Regions from separate parts of the Mus musculus genome. Here regions 1, 2, 4, 5, 6 and 7 are each linked to region 3. Evidence: chromatin contacts called from public HiCAR-type and promoter capture Hi-C data. All regions are on one chromosome and are shown on one strand. Each heading gives the region's core, a stretch centred on a gene start, on an enhancer-like site or on the middle of the called end of the contact. The rest is flanking DNA. Distances are from core to core; before and after follow the strand shown. Region 1 holds the start of Bap1 (Brca1 associated protein 1). Region 2 holds the start of Capn7 (calpain 7). Region 3 holds the start of Timm23 (translocase of inner mitochondrial membrane 23). Region 4 holds the start of Nisch (nischarin). Region 5 holds the start of Sh3bp5 (SH3-domain binding protein 5 (BTK-associated)). Region 6 holds the start of Mettl6 (methyltransferase like 6). Region 7 holds the start of Wdfy4 (WD repeat and FYVE domain containing 4).

What was found. Promoter capture Hi-C pulls out the DNA fragments that hold promoters and counts their contacts. HiCAR-type assays count read pairs that join an accessible place to other places. Capture Hi-C pulls out chosen DNA fragments and counts their contacts.
Region 1: a contact with region 3 is called in a promoter capture Hi-C map of adipose tissue, with 2.0 times the contacts expected there. The contact joins the promoter of Bap1 here to the promoter of Timm23 in region 3. A contact is called at or near these places in 2 of 39 promoter capture datasets (the C10 cell line and hippocampal neurons), 2 of 115 datasets of contacts at active chromatin or transcription factors (double positive thymocytes and stem cell-derived neural progenitor cells) and 2 of 9 other capture datasets (adipose tissue and liver).
Region 2: a contact with region 3 is called in a promoter capture Hi-C map of adipose tissue, with 4 times the contacts expected there. The contact joins the promoter of Capn7 here to the promoter of Timm23 in region 3. A contact is called at or near these places in 9 of 39 promoter capture datasets (3T3-L1-derived adipocytes, the C10 cell line, the HPC-7 cell line and 6 more), 1 of 484 Hi-C or Micro-C datasets (CD8 T cells), 1 of 115 datasets of contacts at active chromatin or transcription factors (fibro-adipogenic progenitors) and 2 of 9 other capture datasets (adipose tissue and liver).
Region 4: a promoter capture Hi-C map of pre-B cells shows a contact between it and region 3, with 2.4 times the contacts expected there. The contact joins the promoter of Nisch here to the promoter of Timm23 in region 3. A contact is called at or near these places in 8 of 39 promoter capture datasets (3T3-L1-derived adipocytes, the C10 cell line, the HPC-7 cell line and 4 more), 1 of 484 Hi-C or Micro-C datasets (CD4 T cells) and 1 of 9 other capture datasets (liver).
Region 5: a contact with region 3 is called in a HiCAR-type map of astrocytes, with 3 times the contacts expected there. The contact joins the promoter of Sh3bp5 here to the promoter of Timm23 in region 3. A contact is called at or near these places in 3 of 115 datasets of contacts at active chromatin or transcription factors (astrocytes, bone marrow-derived macrophages and memory CD8 T cells) and 1 of 9 other capture datasets (pancreatic islet).
Region 6: a contact with region 3 is called in a promoter capture Hi-C map of the HPC-7 cell line, with 5 times the contacts expected there. The contact joins the promoter of Mettl6 here to the promoter of Timm23 in region 3. A contact is called at or near these places in 16 of 39 promoter capture datasets (the 3T3-L1 cell line, 3T3-L1-derived adipocytes, the C10 cell line and 11 more), 9 of 484 Hi-C or Micro-C datasets (the HPC-7 cell line, cortical neurons, embryonic stem cells and 4 more), 8 of 115 datasets of contacts at active chromatin or transcription factors (the 230-238 cell line, astrocytes, embryonic stem cells and 4 more) and 2 of 9 other capture datasets (adipose tissue and liver).
Region 7: a contact with region 3 is called in a promoter capture Hi-C map of pre-B cells, with 6 times the contacts expected there. The contact joins the promoter of Wdfy4 here to the promoter of Timm23 in region 3. A contact is called at or near these places in 2 of 39 promoter capture datasets (the C10 cell line and pre-B cells).

What each region holds. Positions count from the first base shown.
Region 1 is chr14:31,250,065-31,252,764 of GRCm38.p6, reverse strand. It overlaps Bap1 (Brca1 associated protein 1), which reads right to left and starts at 1,276. Exons shown (of 17, transcript NM_027088.2): 1 at 1,111-1,276; 2 at 986-1,015; 3 at 811-865. The coding sequence starts at 1,147. Phf7 (PHD finger protein 7) reads left to right here and starts at 1,450. Exons shown (of 11, transcript NM_027949.2): 1 at 1,450-2,060.
Region 2 is chr14:31,335,356-31,338,055 of GRCm38.p6, reverse strand. It overlaps Capn7 (calpain 7), which reads right to left and starts at 1,418. Exons shown (of 21, transcript NM_009796.3): 1 at 1,073-1,418. The coding sequence starts at 1,174.
Region 3 is chr14:32,200,571-32,203,270 of GRCm38.p6, reverse strand. It overlaps Timm23 (translocase of inner mitochondrial membrane 23), which reads left to right and starts at 1,380. Exons shown (of 7, transcript NM_016897.3): 1 at 1,380-1,628. The coding sequence starts at 1,523. It overlaps Parg (poly (ADP-ribose) glycohydrolase), which reads right to left and starts at 1,300. Exons shown (of 18, transcript NM_011960.3): 1 at 806-1,300. The coding sequence starts at 1,025.
Region 4 is chr14:31,205,435-31,208,134 of GRCm38.p6, reverse strand. It overlaps Nisch (nischarin), which reads left to right and starts at 1,309. Exons shown (of 21, transcript NM_022656.2): 1 at 1,309-1,568. The coding sequence starts at 1,473.
Region 5 is chr14:31,434,782-31,437,481 of GRCm38.p6, reverse strand. It overlaps Sh3bp5 (SH3-domain binding protein 5 (BTK-associated)), which reads left to right and starts at 1,382. Exons shown (of 9, transcript NM_011894.3): 1 at 1,382-1,671. The coding sequence starts at 1,525. It overlaps Gm35907 (a long non-coding RNA gene), which reads right to left and starts at 2,248. Exons shown (of 4, transcript XR_383329.4): 1 at 2,164-2,248.
Region 6 is chr14:31,493,771-31,496,470 of GRCm38.p6, reverse strand. Mettl6 (methyltransferase like 6) reads left to right here and starts at 1,431. Exons shown (of 6, transcript NM_025907.4): 1 at 1,431-1,569; 2 at 2,507-2,700. The coding sequence starts at 2,650. Eaf1 (ELL associated factor 1) reads right to left here and starts at 1,392. Exons shown (of 6, transcript NM_028932.4): 1 at 1,100-1,392. The coding sequence starts at 1,202.
Region 7 is chr14:33,183,673-33,186,372 of GRCm38.p6, reverse strand. It overlaps Wdfy4 (WD repeat and FYVE domain containing 4), which reads left to right and starts at 1,307. Exons shown (of 59, transcript NM_001146022.2): 1 at 1,307-1,505.

The sequences.
Region 1 (2,700 bases), core at 27-2,526, 950 kb after region 3:
GAGCCTGAAGCTCTCAAACCCCACTCGGTCTATGAGGTCTAGGCAAGAGAAGAAGGAAATCTGGAACTGCTGGCCCAGGATGGAGCAAGGTAGGGACACAATAAAAGGCACAAAAACGTTGATGAAGAATTAAGTACCAACTCACTGGTGGACCTCGGCCTCCAGTCCTAGTAAAATGAGTATAGTGCGTGAACTCCCAAACCAGTTCCTTCCCTTGGAAGCAGTTAGGTTCTCTATGCCTCTATTCTATAGATTTCCAAAACAAGACTCTGAGTTTAGGTACCTAAAAAAGGCCTTCTCACACTAACCAATCAATACAGGACAACTGTGTTCAGTTTTGTTGACACATGGTCTCACTAAGTAGCGTAGGTTGGACTCAAACTCAGAGATCTGCCTGCCTCTGCCTCCCAAGCATTGGGACTAGAGGAGAGCGCCACTAATGGTCAGGACAAATGTTGTGTGGTGATTAAAGGCACAGCACATGTGGTGATGTAATTAATGGACTGTACACTTACAAAAAAGGTGCAACACTATGCAACGGAGGGTTCCGGCTGCAAAACCAGAAAGGCAGCTCAACTGTACTCCACGAGTGCTTAGGGTTAAAAGGAGGGCTACAGCTTTCTAAGGAGAAACACTGAGGAAAGACTGAGAAGAAAAGAAAAGTCCAAGAGGGCACCCACAAAGAGTGACACTTTCTTATGTGATATTTTATATAGCTCAGGTTTTCTAGTACTGCCTCCCTTGAATGGGGTACTATTCCCCTGCCCTTTCTCGGCCCTCCGGAGGTAAGGGGGCGTCCCAGCCACTCACCCCTGGCATTTACTCTGAAGGTCATAGATCTCCTCCACTTGCACCCCTTTGACACCTACGATCAGGAAAGGAGAGGTCGGCAGGGCAGTCCCAGGCTCTGCTGCGAGAACTCAAGGACCAACCCCCACATCCACACCAGCCAGGGACCGAAGGTCGTGGGTAACGGGGTTCTTACCGAAATCTTCCACCAGGAGGGTGAAGAGGCCTGGGTGGGACGACAAGAAGAGGGATTTGTCATGCAGGTGCGTCCGGGGCCCATCCGGCCTCCCCAGCCCCCGGCCCGCCGAGGCCCCTCCGTACCTGGGTCACTCTCCAGCTCCAGCCAGCCCTTATTCATCTTCCCGCGGAGCGGCCTCTCAGCGCCATGTCCAGGCCCTGCTAAACCCGCGCCGCCCCCAACCGGGAGCGCCCACCGCCCTTAGGGCTTCTCAGCCCCGCACAGACAACGGGCCGCGCCGCGTCACTCGCCCGCGCCGGACGTACAACGTCATCATCACACGACGAGCCTAACCCGGGGGCTGGTCTTCCGCCGGCCGAACGGCGGGGGCGGAGGCGGAGACAGAGGCGGGCATGCACGCGCGCGCGCGTCGAGGCGAGGGCGCGCACGTGCGGAGGGCGGGGCGGGCGCGCGGCCGTTAGCGGTCCTCGTTTTGGCCACAGTCCGCGTGACCCCATCCCCCCTCAGCACGCTCGCCTCCTTCGACGGCGCAGTCACCGCGCGGGGCGGCCGCCCGTGAAGTAGTTACCACGTCTTGTGTCAACGACTAAAGCTCCGGGACAGCGGCGCCCTCGGCGACAGCTGGGTGGGCAGCCTGGGCTGAAAGCGGTGGCCCGTAGCTTCCGTGAGAGCGAGCAGCGGAAGCAGCCTCCAGCCTGGCCTCGCCACAGCCGCCCGGCAAGGGAGCCCTGGCATGCGCGGAATGCTCCTTGAGCCCTCTTCTGACTGTTACCTTTGGGGGACGGTTGTGGCCACACTGACGTATTTTCCAAATAAATCGTTTATTCTTGCGGCGGCGGGACCGAACACGTTAATATATTTTTAATTTACCCAACACTTTTATCCAGTGATACAACTTGGTAAGCGTTTCGAGCGAGCATCCGCCGGGTTAGGAAATCGCGGACTGAGCAGCTTGCATTTGCCACGACCGTCCTCAACTGTTTTGAAGATTCCATCTTATAACTACCAGTGTGCACAGACTACTACTCAAGTAACGTCGTGTCCCAGCGATGCAAAGAACTGAAATCTCAAGGTTTATTTCTATTTTAACACAGTCGGGTTTAGCGCCAACATACTAGGAAGTAAAGTAGATCCCCGTGGGGACACGGAAAGGTTCCAACCCATCTCAGCCCATCCACGTTTAGTAAGAAAACAAACTGATGTTAGCTCTGCAACTGCATCTCCTGTGTTGGGAAAAGCTAGCGTGAAGTTTTGATGGCTTGTAAGCAGTTAGCAGTTAGAAAAGTCTGACATTCATGAAGAGATTCAGAATCGCCAGCCTTGACTTGAGGCTCTGGATACTGAAGTATAGTATATCTCTGGAGGGACCTAATTGACTGAGGTCTTTTAAGAAATGCTGTCCAAACCCGGCAGTGGTGGCGCACGCCTTTAATCCCAGCACTTGGGAGGCAGAGGCAGGCGGATTTCTGAGTTCGAGGCCAGCCTGGTCTTATAGTGAGTTCCAGGACAGTCAGGGCTACACAGAGAAACCCTGTATCGAAAAACAAAACAAAAAAAGAGATTTATTTTATGTATATGAGTACACTATAGCTGTCCTCAGATACACCATAAGAGGGCATCAGATGCCATTACAGGAGCCACCATGTGATTGCTAAGAATTGAACTCAGGACCTCTGGAAGAACAGTCAGTGCTCTTAACCATCTATCCGACC
Region 2 (2,700 bases), core at 169-2,668, 870 kb after region 3:
CTTTTAAAGAACTATCACCTGGTAGTCAGGCATGGTGGCACATTCCTGTAAATCTCAGCAATGGGAAGGCTAAGGTAAGGGGAAGACAAATTTAAAAATAGCTTCCACTATATAGCAAGAACCCCGAGAACGAGGGCGACAGGGCAGGGAGACACCGACACAGACACAACACAGACAGATACACACACACACATACACACACACTCGGGTGTGGTAGGGAGGTAGGATTGTAAAATCAAAATTAAGAAACTTAAAACGAATGATCCTAAAACAAAAGTGTCTAAATATAAGGTAGGTTTTAAAATAAAAATAGTAAAATATTAGCAGAAAGCAAACCACGCTTTACTGATAACACGTAAGCATAAGGGGGAAATTTTTACTACTTCCGTATAATCAAGGAAAAGATGCCCATATCATGACGATACAACTGGAGGGGTGTGTTTGCAAACCTTCAGGACTGGAGAACACAGGATGAACTGCGGAAGTGCATACCCTTTGACAAGCAACTGTGCTCCCCATCATCCAAAACAAGTATCACATTTTTTTTAAAAAAAAGCTCTAAGGATTTTAACTGCACTACTTCAATGCTGGAAAGCCACAACCAAATACAGAACATGCTGTAAACGTAGCACATGCAAGCAACCAAAGGTTATCTAGGTACAATGCAGAAGTGAGATGTCAAAATAGTACAAACGATATGATTCAAGTTTGGGGGTAAGAAGGCGTGTATACACACATACACTCAGAAAAACAATCATGGAGACATACATCGAATGCTAGAGTACGATGAATTTTTTTCCTAATTTACTTTTTCTTTCTACCTGGAACGTGCACTATTAGCATATTCTGACGGATTACCCAAGGTTGGCCTCACATCAAGGGTTGCATCAAGGCCAACAGACAGCGAACAGGGTGTTCACTCCCCATCCCACCTCGGCCGCCACAAGCAGCAAAGCGGCGGGCATCTGCGGCCTGACAAGCCGGACAGCCCCAGCAGGACCCCGCCCCTCCGCCTTGGGTTCCGCCAACACTCGATCGGGTGACGCGGCCGGAGCCGAGTGCTTGTCCTCACCTTGTAGTAAAACACCGCCTCAGAGTAGCGGCCTTCGTGGTCGCGCTGCACTGCCAGCCGCGCGAACTGCACGGCGTCCCGCTCCAGCGCCGACGCGTCCATGGCGCCCAAGGCCCCACGCCGGGGGAGGCAGACAGGCCCTGACGCGGAACCCCGACGCCCGGAGGCACTGCGGCGAGAACTGGGGACCCCGCGGGTGGAGTGGCAAAGTTTACTTTCGAGGGCGGCGGAAGAGATGACGGAGCCCCACTACCTCAGACCCGCCCGGAGGACTGCGAGCTCCGAGCAGCCCGGGCTCGGAGCCCTCGCGGCCGCCCCCACCCCTCGCGTCCTTGCTCCGCCCATCAGCCGCATTGCGCAGGCGCAGTCGACCCCGGCCGGGAGGGGGAGCGCTCCCGCCGAAGCAGGCGGGGCTCAAGGCGATCGTAGGTGGGCGGGGCCAGAACAATGTCCAGTGGGATTGGACAAGAGGAAGCAGGTGCCAGGGCGAAGCTGAGGGCTCCGCTTCCGCCTGCTAGAAAGAAGGTGCCAGTGCCCAGGAGGTTGTTGGAGAGAATCAGGGGATGGCTTGAAAGGAGCATGCGCGTTATGGAGCCCTTGGTCCGCTAAGTGAGAAGGGTAGGCGGAAAGAAACAATCAGTAGCACCTCGTATTGCCAACTGGTTTAATTAGAAATAAAGATATGAAATGAGGCTAGGAGGTGCTTTTGAGATGCTCTGGTAATGTTCATTTGACAAACTAAAGTATGACCTTCTACGGCTCCCCAAGGCACACCGAAGTGTATTGTTTGAATTGTCTACAAACCAGATGATGTATTTTTGACTTGTATCTTAGGGCAAGTTGAAGGTTGTAATTACATAGTAAATGGTAGTGTGGTTGCTTTCTTTTATCCCCTTAAAAGTTTGAATTCAGCAGTGATGAAAATTAACTAATGGCAAGTGCCAGAACTTGGATGAGATTCAAAATCCATGCTGTGTCAAAGTAGCAAGTCTTGACAAAATTATACACTGTATGATCCCACACATAAGAAACATTAACGCAGCATATGGTGACACATTCCTGTAAGCCAGCAGTCTGGAGGCTGTGGTAAGAGGACTGGGCCAGCATGATCTACACAGCAAAAACCCTGAACGACCCCAGGAGGCATATGTCTGTTGTAGTGGAGCACTCTCCGTGCAAACATGAACACAAATCAGCTGGAGATATTGCTAAGAGTTGATTGTGAGCCTGGCTGTGGTGCTCGCTTTTAATCCCACCACTCCAGAGGCAGAAGAAGCAAATCTCTGAGTGCTTGGCCAGCCTGGTCTTCAGAGCTCATTACAGGATAGTAGTGTGGCCACACAGAGAAAACCTGTCTCAGGGAGAGAGAGAAAAGGAGTTGAATTGATTGTGATCCAGTCTAGAGTGGTATCAGCTGTCTTCAAGCTCAAGAAAGACTCCTTAGTGATGCTCATGCTGGTGGTTCAGGATATTCATTATCAAGGTCACAATGGGGTGGATGTTACTACTGAAACTGGTCAGTGTACAGCTAAAGAGGCTGTGGTCAGCATCCCTGAGCATCATGTGTGTCTCGACCCTCCACCTTGCTTGTGCCAGCTATGAATGTCTGTCGTCCCCTTCCTCCATTC
Region 3 (2,700 bases), core at 131-2,630:
TGCCTTACCCCGCCCCTTCACACAACTGAACACTCTTTAATAGCCTCTCACTGCCCTGAAAATGTAAAATTCAAGATCCTTAGTACTGTCCACACTTACTCAGCAGAGTAGGATCACTGTCCTAATTCTCTGCAGCCCATCTCTCACCATTCCACCGTTGATTCTGCGCACCCACTGCATATCTGAAGTACCTCTTTACTTTCTTCTCCAGTACTCACAGTAAGTACCAAACCTTCTGGACTACCATAACTAACTTAAGTATACTTAATTCCTACCAAAACAATGGCTCCTTCATGAACAACAACATCCATTACTCTCTGTTACAGGTATTTGACTTGTGCTATTGTTTCTCTCTCCTCACAGATTTCAAGGTACGAAAGAAGAGACCAAGTTCCTCGTGTTCAACATCGTGTGCCAGGGACAAATACAATCCAGCAAGCTAAGGCTAACAGCTCTGCACTCTGGAAGTCAGCTCTCACTGAGTCTACTGCAACAACTTTCTTTACGATTTTTGGAGACTGAAGCGCCCTTCTGCTTCACATACACAACTAGACTTCCTTAACAGGGCAAATTCTCTATCCAAGCTGAGGAAAGTATCCCGGGGAGGTCCGGTAACTACCTGTCCAACAAAGTTTTCCACAACACACATGCCACTAGTAAAACTGTAGCGCCTCTCATTGGAGTGGCATCTAGTGATTGAACATCGGGGTCATCAGAGTGGTGGAAACAAGATCAGTTAGGAGTGACTGGAGTCTCCTGGTCCTCACACTGAAACAAGGACAAAGATTTTTTTTTTCCCACGTACCAAACGAGGTGGCGTTGCCTCTGTGCGGTCCCGCCCGCCCCGAGACGCAGGCTGGCGAGGACGGAGGGACCCTGAACTGGACGGGAGCGTCCTTGGGGTCGAGAACACGCCTCTGCCTGCCAGGGAAGCTCCGGGAGTCCGAGGCAGTCGGCGCAGAAGTTCCAGCGGCGCCCCAGCGGGGCCGCTTCGTGCAGGGCTCCCAGCCGGGGCCCGCACTCATGCTGGGACCCGCAGCACACAGTCCCCGGGCCGGCCCGGGCGGAGAGCCTCATTCACTAACCCGGACAGGGACGGACTGCGCCTCCTTCTCGGCGCGCCGCGCACCATTCCCTCTCCGCAGCGGCCCGCCTGGAGGCTGCCACTCCTCGGGCCTTCGAGCGAGACCCTCGCTGCGCAGCCGCTTGCCTCCGCTCGGCAGCAGGGAGCCCACCAGCCCCGGGACGCGCCGCTTCCACTCGGCTCGAGATCGGGCTCCGGCTCCAGGCTCACTTTCCCACCACCGGAAAGCAGCCGTCTCGCGCTTCCCACTTCCGGGCCGCACACAGCCGTAAAGCGGAAGTGCGATACTTCACGGGAGCCGGCGCCCGGAAGGTCAGCGTGGTGAAGGTGGCAGGAGCAACGCGGGTCTTCCCGCTGTTGCTTGTCGCGGCCACGGCCGAGCATACGTCCCCGGCCTGAGGTGGTGGTGGCGAGCCCACCGCCGTTTGCTGCGACCTCATGGAAGGTGGCGGAGGAAGTAGCAACAAATCCACCAGCGGGTTAGCTGGCTTCTTCGGAGCCGGAGGAGCGGGTTACTCGAACGCTGATTTGGCCGGCGTCCCGCGTGAGTATCGGGCCTCGCCTGCTCCCCTTTCTGACTCCTTCCTGGGACAGCTAGAAATGTGTAACGTTCCTGTCCCTTTTCCTGCTCGCCTTTACGAGATTCACCGCCGGTGATTGGGTTTCAAGGCTGAACGAATTTGGGGGATCGTAAATCCCCGGGAAGCTCTTTTAGTGACCTAGTTTCGAGAGGAAACACAAAATGTCCTCCTCTTTAGTGCCCCGTCCCGTCTTTTCTCGTCACACGCTTTTCTGTATGCTTGGCCCTGTTAGGAGACCCTAGTTCTAGAAATAAACATTCCAAATAACAAGCGCGCTATTAATTTTTTTTCACACGGCTTTTAAATATTTCTAAACCAGTTAGGCGAAAACATTTTTCGTTCTTTGTGCGTGTGAGAGACAATTCAGGAAATCAGAAGGAGCTGGGGAAGCAAACGAAACTTTTAAGAGATTTTTAAACAAGAAAAAAGAGCCAAATTCTGAAAGCGATATAAGCAAATTCAAAGATGCAGAGGCATGAATTCCCAGCCTGTTGGCCCTTCTCAATCACCTAAGTATGTCTTTCAGGCTTTTAATGTTTTGTAATTATGGATATTCGACTGGATAAGTAGAGCTTGGGAGTTAATGTTTAATAACACTTTACTAAAGTGTTTCTTCTTGCTAATCCTCTAAGTAAAACCTTTACACTTAAAAACATTCAGAAAGCCGTTTGATAACCCTAATGTCTGCTGTCAAAACTTGAGTCCAGGACACAATTTATGTGTATCTTAGGATATCTCAGTTGCATAACATGAAGGGCACTACTTAAGGTGAGAGAGTACACATACTACTGAGGAGAGTAACGTGAGGACACAGAAGTTAGTGATAGATGACATGGCAATTGAAATAGGACCCTGAGATGGTGGTGGTGGTGATGGGCCGTGAAGGTTGTTGGAGAACAGGTTAGAGAAAACAGCTTGGGAGTTGAAGTTAGAGCTGTGACCTGAATTTAGCAACAAGTGCTTGAGAGACAGAACAAACCTGCTGTGTTTCTTGAGAAGCTATTGGGTCAGTTTGTCTTTAGAGTTGCAAGGGAA
Region 4 (2,700 bases), core at 60-2,559, 1.0 Mb after region 3:
ACCAGGTCTCTTGCCATCTGTTCCCCAGACCCCACCCCACCCCCAGGGAAGTCTCAAGAAAAAAAAAAGAATGTATTGCTTTTATTTATGAGTGCATGTGGAAGTCAAAGGACAACTTGCAGGAGTCATCTATCTCTCTCTGCTACCTAGGTTCCCAGGAACCCAGGACTGAACTCAAGTTTTCAGGTTTGGGAGCAAGCACCTAAATGCAATACACACACACACACACACACACACACACACACACATCCTCAACAACCTCAGGAAAAAGTTTCCTGAATGAATGAAAATATGAGCACACAGGAAATGTGAAGTAAACAGTTCGGTCTTCTATGGAATCACAGTGACTTGCCTGAGGTCAAGCTGACCGGAGAATCCCTACCTTATATTACACCCCCTGAGAGATGGTAGCATGCCAACAGAGGCTGGCAGTGTAAGTCCTGCCAAGAAACACTTCCTATGCAAGGTTCAGAGTATAATATGACACTGGTAATGGAAGAAGTCACTGGCCCACAAAGAATAGGCTGGCCTGAAGCCCTTCAGCGGGATCTACCACGCCGCAACCTTCCATCTTTCAAGGACAACAATCAGTGTTCACTTCGGGTTTGAGTCAGCTGCATTCTGTGAGTCAACAAGTGTCCCTAAAGAACCCTATGTCTATCAGGATTCTCTCTTTTCCTCCTCCGGTTGGGTCATCTCTTCTCCAGCTAAGTCTTCCCTATGGTTGTTCCCTATGGATGTTTCTTCAGCCACGCTCTTGTGTCCAAGGCCTAGTCTGTCTCCTCCTCACCTTGAGCTCTTGCAGGATGTCATCTGGGAAACCAGATGGACAGCGCATATCTCTTCCATCCACCTGCACGTCTGCTGCATATAAGCTCTCCCTGAACACACCAGTGTGCCGCCTAGCACACTGCCAGGGGAAAGCCCGTGGGGTACTGAGCACTGCAGAATCACCACAATCAATTCTCCACCAGTACTTTTAACAACAAACCCCCCAAGTGTCGGAGAGTCCCTCTGGTCCTTGTTCCATCTCTAAGTCTAGTCTTATTCATTTTGCTCTTGCTACACAGGGAATGAACCCAACAGCCAGGCGAGACCCTATTAATGTCCCCTCTGGAAACTGAGGCCAAGCGAAGCAGAGTGACTTCGGAGAGTTCCGAAGGCCCATGGCCTCTGCCCTTCCCTGCTGTGAGCCCAGCGGACAATGACCACAACTGCCCGAGGGGACAGAACGCCGCACAGGTATACAGAAAGCAAATTGGGCAAGCCCGCAGGAGCTGCGCATGCGTGCCACTGGTTGTGCTGTCAATTACGGGCAAGGGGCGGGGCGAGGACGCAAGCAGGCCGAGGGGCCAAGATGGCGTCGCGGGCGCGGGCGGGGGGCAGCGGGGGCTGGGGGGCGGTGGGACGCTGACCCCGCCCCCTGCTGCTGCCACTCTGCGCCGGGCGTCGGCAGCGGTGGAGCCGGCAACATGGCGGCTGCGACACTCAGCTTCGGCCCTGAGCGGGAGGCCGAGCCTGCCAAGGAGGCGCGCGTCGTGGGTTCTGAGCTCGTGGACACGTACACGGTGTGCTGGGGGGCCGCGAGCGTCCAGAGCGGGCTTAGCGCCTGGAACCCGGAGTTCTCGACCCAGGGGCTTTGAGAAGTGGGGGGTGGGGGGGGCCTGGGTAGCACATTCGATGAGTGCGTGGAAGGTTCTGCGAGGTAGCGACGAGGGAGCCCGAAAAAAATGGGGGATTCGGAGGAAGGGCCGGGTCGCATAGGTTCTGGAGGAGGATCTAGGCGGGGCGCGGGAAGGGGGGCTGGGGAAAGGGTGCGCGACCAGAAAAGGAGACTTGTGTTGGAGCAATCAGAGGGTGGGGGAGGAGGGGATGGTGAGATGGAGGCCCTCTGGATCCTCCAGGCAAGGAAGAATGCCAGCCTAAGAGACCTTCATGGGAAGTCTGGGAGGAAGGGGACGCGGAAGGGGTGGTCTCTGGTCGATGGGACCAAGGGCCAGGGCTAGAGATCATCAGGTGGTGAAGGAGAGACAGCAGATCCCGATCTCCACCCCCACCAACCAAACACTAGTCGCAGTCCAGATCAGCCCTGCGAAGTGTGTGTGTGTGCGTGCGTGCGTGCGTGTGTGTGTGTGTGGGGGGGGGTGGTGGATGGAAAAATGAGCCCTCGGGGTCTGGGGAGAAAGGAATGGATCCCAGCCGTGCAGAACACAGAAGTTACCTCGAGGCCGAAGTACAGGGCCTGCAAACCTTAGGGGACGTCACGGCTTAGGGGAGAGGGACACGAGCTTCTAATGTATCCTTGTAGGCTACAAGGGAAAGCCAACAAAAAAGGAGGGTAGTTTCTGTGATGGCGTTAGACGCCCTTTGGGCCTGCATAGGGTTGGATGCTAGGCCCGAGAGCCTCGTGGGCAGCCTGCCAGGTGAAAACTTGCACTGTGGTGGGGGCCCACTGAGCACCTCCCGTCTCCTTGTCCTTTGTTCCCTGGAGGGTGGACAGAGGTAAGGGCCTCGGGCCTGCCTTTGCCCCACCCCACTGGCTCCCACCCTAATACCGGATCCTGAGGGCGATTCCTCTATCTAGTTCTTTCTCCCCGCTGCAAGGAAGAGAAGCCGCTAGCGGCTCCTTTTAGAGCAACAGGCTGGCTCTGGAGAAATGGCTGCTCCTGGGGTCAGGAATCAGCCTCGTTCACTGTTCCC
Region 5 (2,700 bases), core at 133-2,632, 770 kb after region 3:
TGGGTGTGTGTGTGTGCACCAGCCGGGCAGTGGTGACACATGCATTTAATCCCAACACTAGAGACAGCCAGGTGGATCTCTAAGCTCCAGGCTAGCCTGGTCTACAGAGCAAGTTCTAGGACAGCCAGGGCTACACAGAAAACTCTGTCTCCTCCCCATCCCACCAAGGAAGCCAAAATGGTGGTGTGTGTGTCTATAATCTCAGTGCTTCAGAACCAGAGGCAGTGTGACTATATATACAGTGTTAGCTGTATAGTGAGCTCTACAGGAGGAGTGCCTGATTAAAAATGCAGCACATGGGAGTCTACCTTTGGAAAATCAGAAGGTCGAGGCCAGTCTGAGCTGATAAGAGCTTGACACCAGCCTGGGCCGAGGTTGTTTCAAACAAACAAAATGAGTGAGTGGGAAGTCAGTAGACAGACCTAATACGGGAAACTGTTGGAAGGGAACACAGGGTCAGGCTTTTCCAGAGGGGAGATTGAAGCACGGGAGGCCTGTGGTACACGTGAGATTCTCTGGTACTGGCTTTGAAGAAGACTGACCAGTTGAGAAAGAGGACAGATACCCCTTTGCTTTGCTTCTGAGGTGGGGGAAAAGGCAGGATCACAGGCTCCGAGAACAACTCTCTCAAGCAAAGCTGTCCTCCAAACTCCCTCTACAAAGTATCCACTTTGCTCAGGGCATCTGACCAGGTAGTCCCTGACCTCACAGTGGCCCTAGCACCTGTAAACGTTCAGAGAAACCTGTCCACTGTTAGCCCTTTTGTGATGCCCAGTTGGCTAGGCAAGCTCTAGCTTGGTGATGTTGGGCAGAACCACATAGTTCCTACACTGGGCAAGCTTTGCCACGAGCAAGCAGGGCAATCTCTTTAAAAAGCCGCCCGATCCATAGATTTCCCCCCCCGCCCCCCCCAGCTCCATGGGCTCTTCGTGCATTCAGAATATCCAGGAAAGCCCTAAGAGCTCATGCCTTCGCTTGCCGAGCTTTGCCCAGCAGACTCCAGGCTATGATGTCCACTCGGTGGCTGGACCTGGCTAGCCATCCTCTGTCTGCTGTACAGACAAGATTAGGGTAGAGTTCCCTTTTCTGTGACTCCAAATAGACACAAAGGTAGCTTTGAAGAATGGAAATCACCCGAACTTTCCTTCTGTGCCTTGATCTGCTTCACTGGAGGCAGGAGGAAACTACCTTAAGGCGGCCCACGCTCGGGCTGGTGAGCCACTGGGCGGCACCTCTCCTAGTGGCCATGGCCGGGACTCCAGTGCACTGGGCTTTTTGTGACAGAGTGTCGGGTGACACAGGCTATCACGGCGGCCTGGGCAAAGTGGGTGCGGTGTACTGCGGGCCGCTGCAGACAGGGGGCAGCCGCGCCCACTTCCTCTGCCACTCCGCACTCGCCGGCGGAGCACCCGGGGTGGCAGCGCTGCGCGCTCAGACCTACCCGGCTGCGGCGAGGTGGCCCTCGGTGCGTCCGGATCCCACCGTGCGCTTTGCGACCCGGCTGCGGCGCGTTCGGCTGCCCGCATGGACACGGCGCTGAAACGGAGCCGCTCTGACGAGCCGGCGGAGCTCCCGCCGCCTGCCCGGGAGGTGGAGGAGAAAGAGGAGGAGGAAGAGAGGATGGAACAGGGCCTGGAGGAGGAGGAGGAAGAGGTGGACCCCCGGATCCAGGTAGGACGCGTGACAGGAGCCCACAGCCGCACCCCACCAGGGCTACCGTGGAAGTCGGCATCTAACGCAGACACATGCCTTACAGCCTCGCGTGTTCGCGGTCGCGGGGTGGGGGCTGCCTAAATTCAGGATCTTCACCAAGGGTTGGAACACCCCATTTCACGGTCTCCCTGCGGAAGGCTTCGGTGCCCGCGTGAACGCGGCCTGATTATTGCGGGGATCCCTGCAGACCCTCGGCCCAACCCGAGGGTCCCTACTACACGACCAGCTGTTCAGGCGGATTGCAACAAAGGAAAAAGGGGGCGGGGGCCCCGAGCGGAGTCGGGGTACCTCAGCGCCACGCTTGGAGCACTGCACAGCCTCGGGGCTGCAGCGCAGCGTTATCCCACCTGCGTGGATGCAGACATCGTGGTGGGCGAGCAGGGCAAGGTGGCTGTCGCTTGCCCCTGTAGTGTGGGCTGCACCGGTGTGGGGTGCCTCGTGAGCCCTCACCTGGCCTGGGCTGCCGTCCTCTTCATTGTCAACACATGGTGGGCGTCGTTGCCGTTGCCACCGTTGGCACTGTGTTGCACTTGGCCTGAGACTGTTTAAAACCCTCCTTTTCCTTGTGAGGTCAGTGTGAACGTCCACCAGGGACAGCTGCTGCGCAAAGCCGACGCGTGGAGGCAGGGAAAGCAGAGAATGCCTGGCTTTCTGTGCCTCCATTTCCAGGAGAGAGAGTTAAAAAACAATTTCCAGGAGTGACAGCTTAACCTCTTCACCTTCCTAAGCACAAAGCAAATTCCTTTTCATGACCCGTTTTGTACCCTTTCCATAAATCATTTTTTAAAAAATAGCTATTAAACATACTTTGCAATTTCTGGATCCATAATTGGTTTTAAGTGCACAGATAAAGAAAAAAAAAGAGCCTGCTTTAAATTCATCAGTTTGGCTTAAATTAATTATTTTGTCAAGTCAATACACTAAAGATCAGTAAGAAAACCTCCTCATTGGTTATTCTGTTAATTCGGGCCCTGGGCTTGGATTACA
Region 6 (2,700 bases), core at 182-2,681, 710 kb after region 3:
CTGCAACAGCTGAGTCTGCTGTGGGTGCAAAGCACAGATGCAGCTATGTGACAAGAGGCCACACAGAGATGGGACTTTAATATCTAACACACCCCCCTGCCTGTGTGTTGAGTCACATCGATTAGCTCCCATGACAAAGCAGGTCTTAACCCACACTAACGCTACCGGAAACCCGACGCCTGTGATTCACAGGGATGTGCTTGGTTTGGTCAGCCATGTCCTGACTCAGGACACACAGTGGCAATACCCCTTTCAGAGTCTATAATCACGTAGGAAAGGGCCCAACATAATGACTCTTTCCACATTCCTTATGCTGCCTTCTTCATTTTCCAAACATAGATCAGGCTTTAATTTATGCCAGATGCACAAACTCTAATTTTATTCTTCACCCACAAGTGAGTTGGCCCAGAAGTTAAGGTGAAGTAGGTGACATTAATCTAGCTAGGTATGGTGGATCAGGTCCATATTTTCAGCACCACAGAAGCTGAGGTAGGAGGACTGCAGCATGTTCAGCGCTGGCCTGAATTATATAGTAATTTCTAGGCCAGCATCACTAGTAAGACTGTCTCGAACAGCAACAACAACAAAATCAGTGTCATAAGCAGAGAGGAAGAAGAAACCTTATGGGTGGCACGAAGAATGCAGGTTCCCTGGCTGTGGAGGAGACCAAGAGCAAGGGGAAAGGAGCAAGGGAAGGAATGAAGTAAACGACACTCGTAGCAAACGGAAGACTTTTCCAGGGCAAGAGCCCTGATGGAAGAATTCGACAAAGAGAACGGGGACACAAGGGAGGAGAAATGGGCATCGCTACTAAAGGAGAAAAGTTTGGCTTAAGGGCTGGGAAGGGGAATTTGAAATAAAGGGGCTATGACTTTCTGAAGTGGTATTTGAGACTGTAAAGTAAAAGAATAGTTGGCAGCAATCAGAGGTTTGGTTTGGGAGAAGAGATTTCAAAGTAAAAGAGCAGATCGAAGTTCCAGAGGCTAAGGGATGAGAGGTAAGGAAAGCGACGCTTTCGAGCCGGGATTAGCCAGGGGAGTCTGGGCTTGCACGTGGCGGCCAGGGAGCCCCAAGTGAACCTGGAGGGGCGCTCACTCACAGCGAATCGTGTGGAAGGAGGCCCGCGGCCGCTTCTCGAAGCTTTCCCCTAGCCGCAGACAGTGTTCCTCCCGGTCCAGCAGCGGGTTCGCCGTGCCGTTCATGGCCTTGCACTTGCCCGGCACCCGGATTGGAGCTCTCCTCGCGCGGCCGCAGTCCCCCCGGATCCCCGCGCAAGCGGCCCGCAGGACCGCGCTCCCGGGACACCGCTCCGGAGCGCGCACTGAACCAAGTCCGCGCCCACCCGGGGCCGGAAACCAATCTACTCCGCGTCTCGAGAGACTCTGCGGAAGTAAGGCCGCTGCACTTCCGGCATTGGGGAGGGACTTCCGTCTCCCCAACGGAAATAGCGGGGGCAGTGCCATGGAGAGAGAGTTCTCCGGGACTGCTGCAGCCCACAGTTTTCTGGTCTAAGGAGGAGCCCAGGTCAGCTAGAAGATTCTGCTGCCGACGCCTGGGCTTGACTGACGGGTGAGTGCGCCCTGACCTGTTCTTTGCTGGGGACCCTGGGAGCTCAGAGCGTGGGGAACTGAGTGGACGCGAGTTTGAATGTAGGTATGAGTGTCCCTGGACATGCCCGAGACCCTAGCGGCCTGCTTTATCCGAGGGTTCAGAGAGCGATGACGGTTCTCGGGACCTCAGTCACCCTTCCCCCTACTTCGCTCCATGGTTGCGATGAGAGGATTTCAGTTCTCCTGGCCGACGACGCTTCCTTCAGTTTATGGGTACGATCAGAAACCCCGGCCTCTCCGGATCAGCTCCGTCACCTCCTTAGCCCCCCCGCGATCCCGTGTCTGTTAGGCAATCGTCTACCCGCTTTCGGTTAGGGCGGTTGTTGCCGTTGTTTTGAAGTCACGTTTCCCACGGGCACTGAACGTTGATGAGAATTTTTTTTTCTCACATTTTCTCAGTCAACTCGTGGATGCGTCCCTTTGCCCTAAGTAAACCTATTTCTTGTAGTACTTGGCTCATCTGATTTGAATTGGGAGTCCGGTCCGTGAGAGTTCTGGTCTCTGAGTGTAGTAAGCTCTATGCAGTAGAGACTGTCTTGGTCTTTATGACCTCTCCAGACCCCGGCAGGGTGTTGGGCAGAGTCAGCATCTCGGGAGTGTTAAGTGAATTGACCCCGGAGCCTTAAAGAGCCCTCCGGGAACCTCTCCCCGAGTCTTGGACTCGTTTAGAATCCAAGCTCTAGAAATAATAAAGAACGATCTAGCTTGATGAGGCCCTGGTCACCCGAGTTGGGAGGATGAGGCAAGAGGAAGTACATTCAAGGGACAGGCTGGGCTTCAGGGACAGCCCCTGGCTCAGATGAACAGGATGGGGAGAGAAGCAGGCAGGTTGTTAGAGAATCACTAGTCAGAATCAATCAGTCAACCCCCTCCCCCCCTTTCTCTTTCCTAAGTAGCATCGTATCCTGTTGGAGCTGGAAAGTCACCTGGGGAAACTGCATCAGAGAAACTCCAGTGTCTACAATCTCAGCATCGTTTGTTCAGATGGTTGAAGAACAGAGGACCTATAGCAGCATTGAATGTGTTTCCGGCAACTACAATGGCTTCTTTCCAAAGGAAAGGACTGCAAGCAAGGATTCTTAGCACTGAA
Region 7 (2,700 bases), core at 58-2,557, 980 kb before region 3:
GGTGGGTGGCTTCTGCACTGGGCCTGAGTTGTTTGCTGAGCCCGAGTGTGAAACTTTCCCCATAGGAAAAGCTGGAGTTATGGGAATGTGCATATTGTAAAGGCACAAGGCTGCAACATCCAATCAGAGATTCCTCTCTGCTCTTATAAGTGCCTGGACCCTGCCCTTTCCCCTACTGACCCACATTGTCCTGTGGGTCATCTGGGCAGAACATCACCTGCACGAATGAAGTCACCTCATCAGGAGAACACCCCACTTTCTCCTTTGTGTGTTTCTGAGCCTCACACTCCTGCAACCCCTAACCCTTGGCTTTGTCTCCCCCAGTCCCCCCTGTGCCTGGCTTATCTACAAAGACGTTTCTGATTTTCTCTAAGCTTCTGCTCCAATCTAGTCTTCTCCATCCTGTGGAGACATTAAGAACTCTGCTGGGGTCTTAGAAAGAGCCATTCTTCCATATTGGTATTCCACACACCTGCTCCCATACCTTACCATTTAGAGAAGGGAAGGCATTTAGATTTAGTTCCTAGGGATTTGAAATTAGGACTGGGAGGCTGAGGGTTAGGACGAGGAGCCATACGGACCCCAGCCTGCTGGGCACACAGCTAGTAAGCAGCAGAGGCGGAATTCAGACATGGGCACCAGGCTGTACTTTCCCTTCTGTTCCTAGGTCCCACCTGGCTCTGCTTGATCACCAAACACACAGTCTCAGGGGAGCTTTTGTGAAACCCATGTTGTCCTGCCAGTCATTGGTGAAGCAGCTCTGTCATTGGCTCCTTGGAGGGAAGGATGGGAAGGGCAGGCATCTGCTGACTTCCCACTTCTGCTTTCTCCAGGAAATGAAGAGAAACCCAGCACAAGTGATTCATAATGAAACACTGTTGTTGATGGCTGCCATGCGAGGCCAGGTCTTGGTCTGTTCCCCTGAGCTGAGCCATTGGAGGCTGGGGATAGAAGCACTCACACCATGTGACATCCGCAGGCTTTGACCACCACCCTCCAGGTACGTCTTTCTGATCTTGGATAAGAGAGATCAGCCAGGTGGGGGCTGTTTGTTGCGGTAGACTGCCCCGCTGCTTCCTGCAAAGCCAACTGTGGAGCACATGTGTGACCATCAGTACTTAGTCTGAATGCGGGGTGGCAGAGAGGAGGGACGATTGGCAGGAAGTGAGCGGTGAAGGAGGTCCTTGTGGTCAGTGCCTCTCAGCACCCTTGTCACTTGTGAGTTTTGCTGAGCTGACCAGGCACTAGATCATTCCTTACCCTCTGACCACGGGTTAAGTCCCTTCTTTAGACTCTGCTGAGAGGTAGGAGTCTGCCACAGCTGGGGAAAACTAACTCTGGCTTGTGCCACTGTCAAGGTATAGAACGGGACACTGACTGAGACGCTCCTCTCATAGCCCTGGTGTAGCTTGTGAAGGGTGGACCACCCACCCTGGCCTTCGGGGCAGCTGGGCAGACCTGGTCTTGCCCTTAGCTGGCCCCACCCTTGCCTGCCCCAGGATCTGGTAAGTAGAAGTCTCTTAAGGTGGCATTTCTTCACCTGCGTTATCACACGCAGCCTTTGAATTCCAATGTTTCTCATTAACAGCAGCATCTGGGCCACTGAGGATTGATCCCTTTCTCCTTCAAAACCCAGCTTTCAAGAACCTAATCCTTTGTCCCAGTCTTTCCGAAGTGATGACTGGGCGTTGGGTACTGTCTTTCTAGGGAATATTTCAAGTATAATTGTCTCCATTTCTATCCACTTACGTCCAATGAACTAGTAAAGAGACAAGTTACAGATGGGGCCTGTGATGCCGGTGCGGTGACATAAAGTGGGTTGGAGGAATGTGCAGGATGGACAGGGAGGGCACACATCTGCTGAGAGGACACTGAAGGAGCCCAGCCCTGCACTGTGGTTTCTGAGAATTGCTCTTAAAAGCCTTCAGGAAGGCTTGGAGGTCAGTGTGGTACCTTGCAGTGAAGGGTGTGCTGGGGGCTGGGGACTAGCCAGAGAGTTGGGTGTGGGCTCAAGTGTGGGAAAAATTCTCCTGTCTTTACATCCTTGGTGTCTGGTCTGACCTCCTATGGGCCTAAAAGAGTTTTCTTTTTTATTAAATTTTAAAAAAACCTTATTTTATTATCTTGTGTGTATAGGTGTTTAGCCTGAATGACCCTCTGTCCCAGCTTTGGGATTATTGTTTCCTTGTTTTTATTTCTGATTCCTCCACTATCTCTAAATTGTTTAATACATGTCTGGTAGTTTGAATGGGAGTGCTTTCCTTAGGCTCATATATTTTCATACTTGGTCTCTAATTGGTGGAAATGTTTGGGAAGTGTTAGGAGGTGTGGCCTTGTTGGAAAGGGTGAGTTACTGGGGGCGGGCTTTGAGGTTTCAAAAGTCCTCTCCCTTTGTTTCTAGTGAGGGCCTCTCTCTTTGCCTCTTGGATGTGATTTTTAGACTCTCAGCTGTTCCTGCCACTGTTCCTTTGCTCTGACATCATGGATTCTAATCCTCCGAACCTGTAAGCAACAGATTAAATGCTTTCTTTTGTAACTTGTCTTGGTCATGGTGTTTTATCACAGCAACGGAAAGGTAACCCAAACTATATATGGCTTTATTTTATACTTTTTTGAACTTAGCCTGAAGTTAGGCGCGCGCGCGCGCGCACACACACACACACACACACACACACACACAGAGTATACTGTATGCATGAG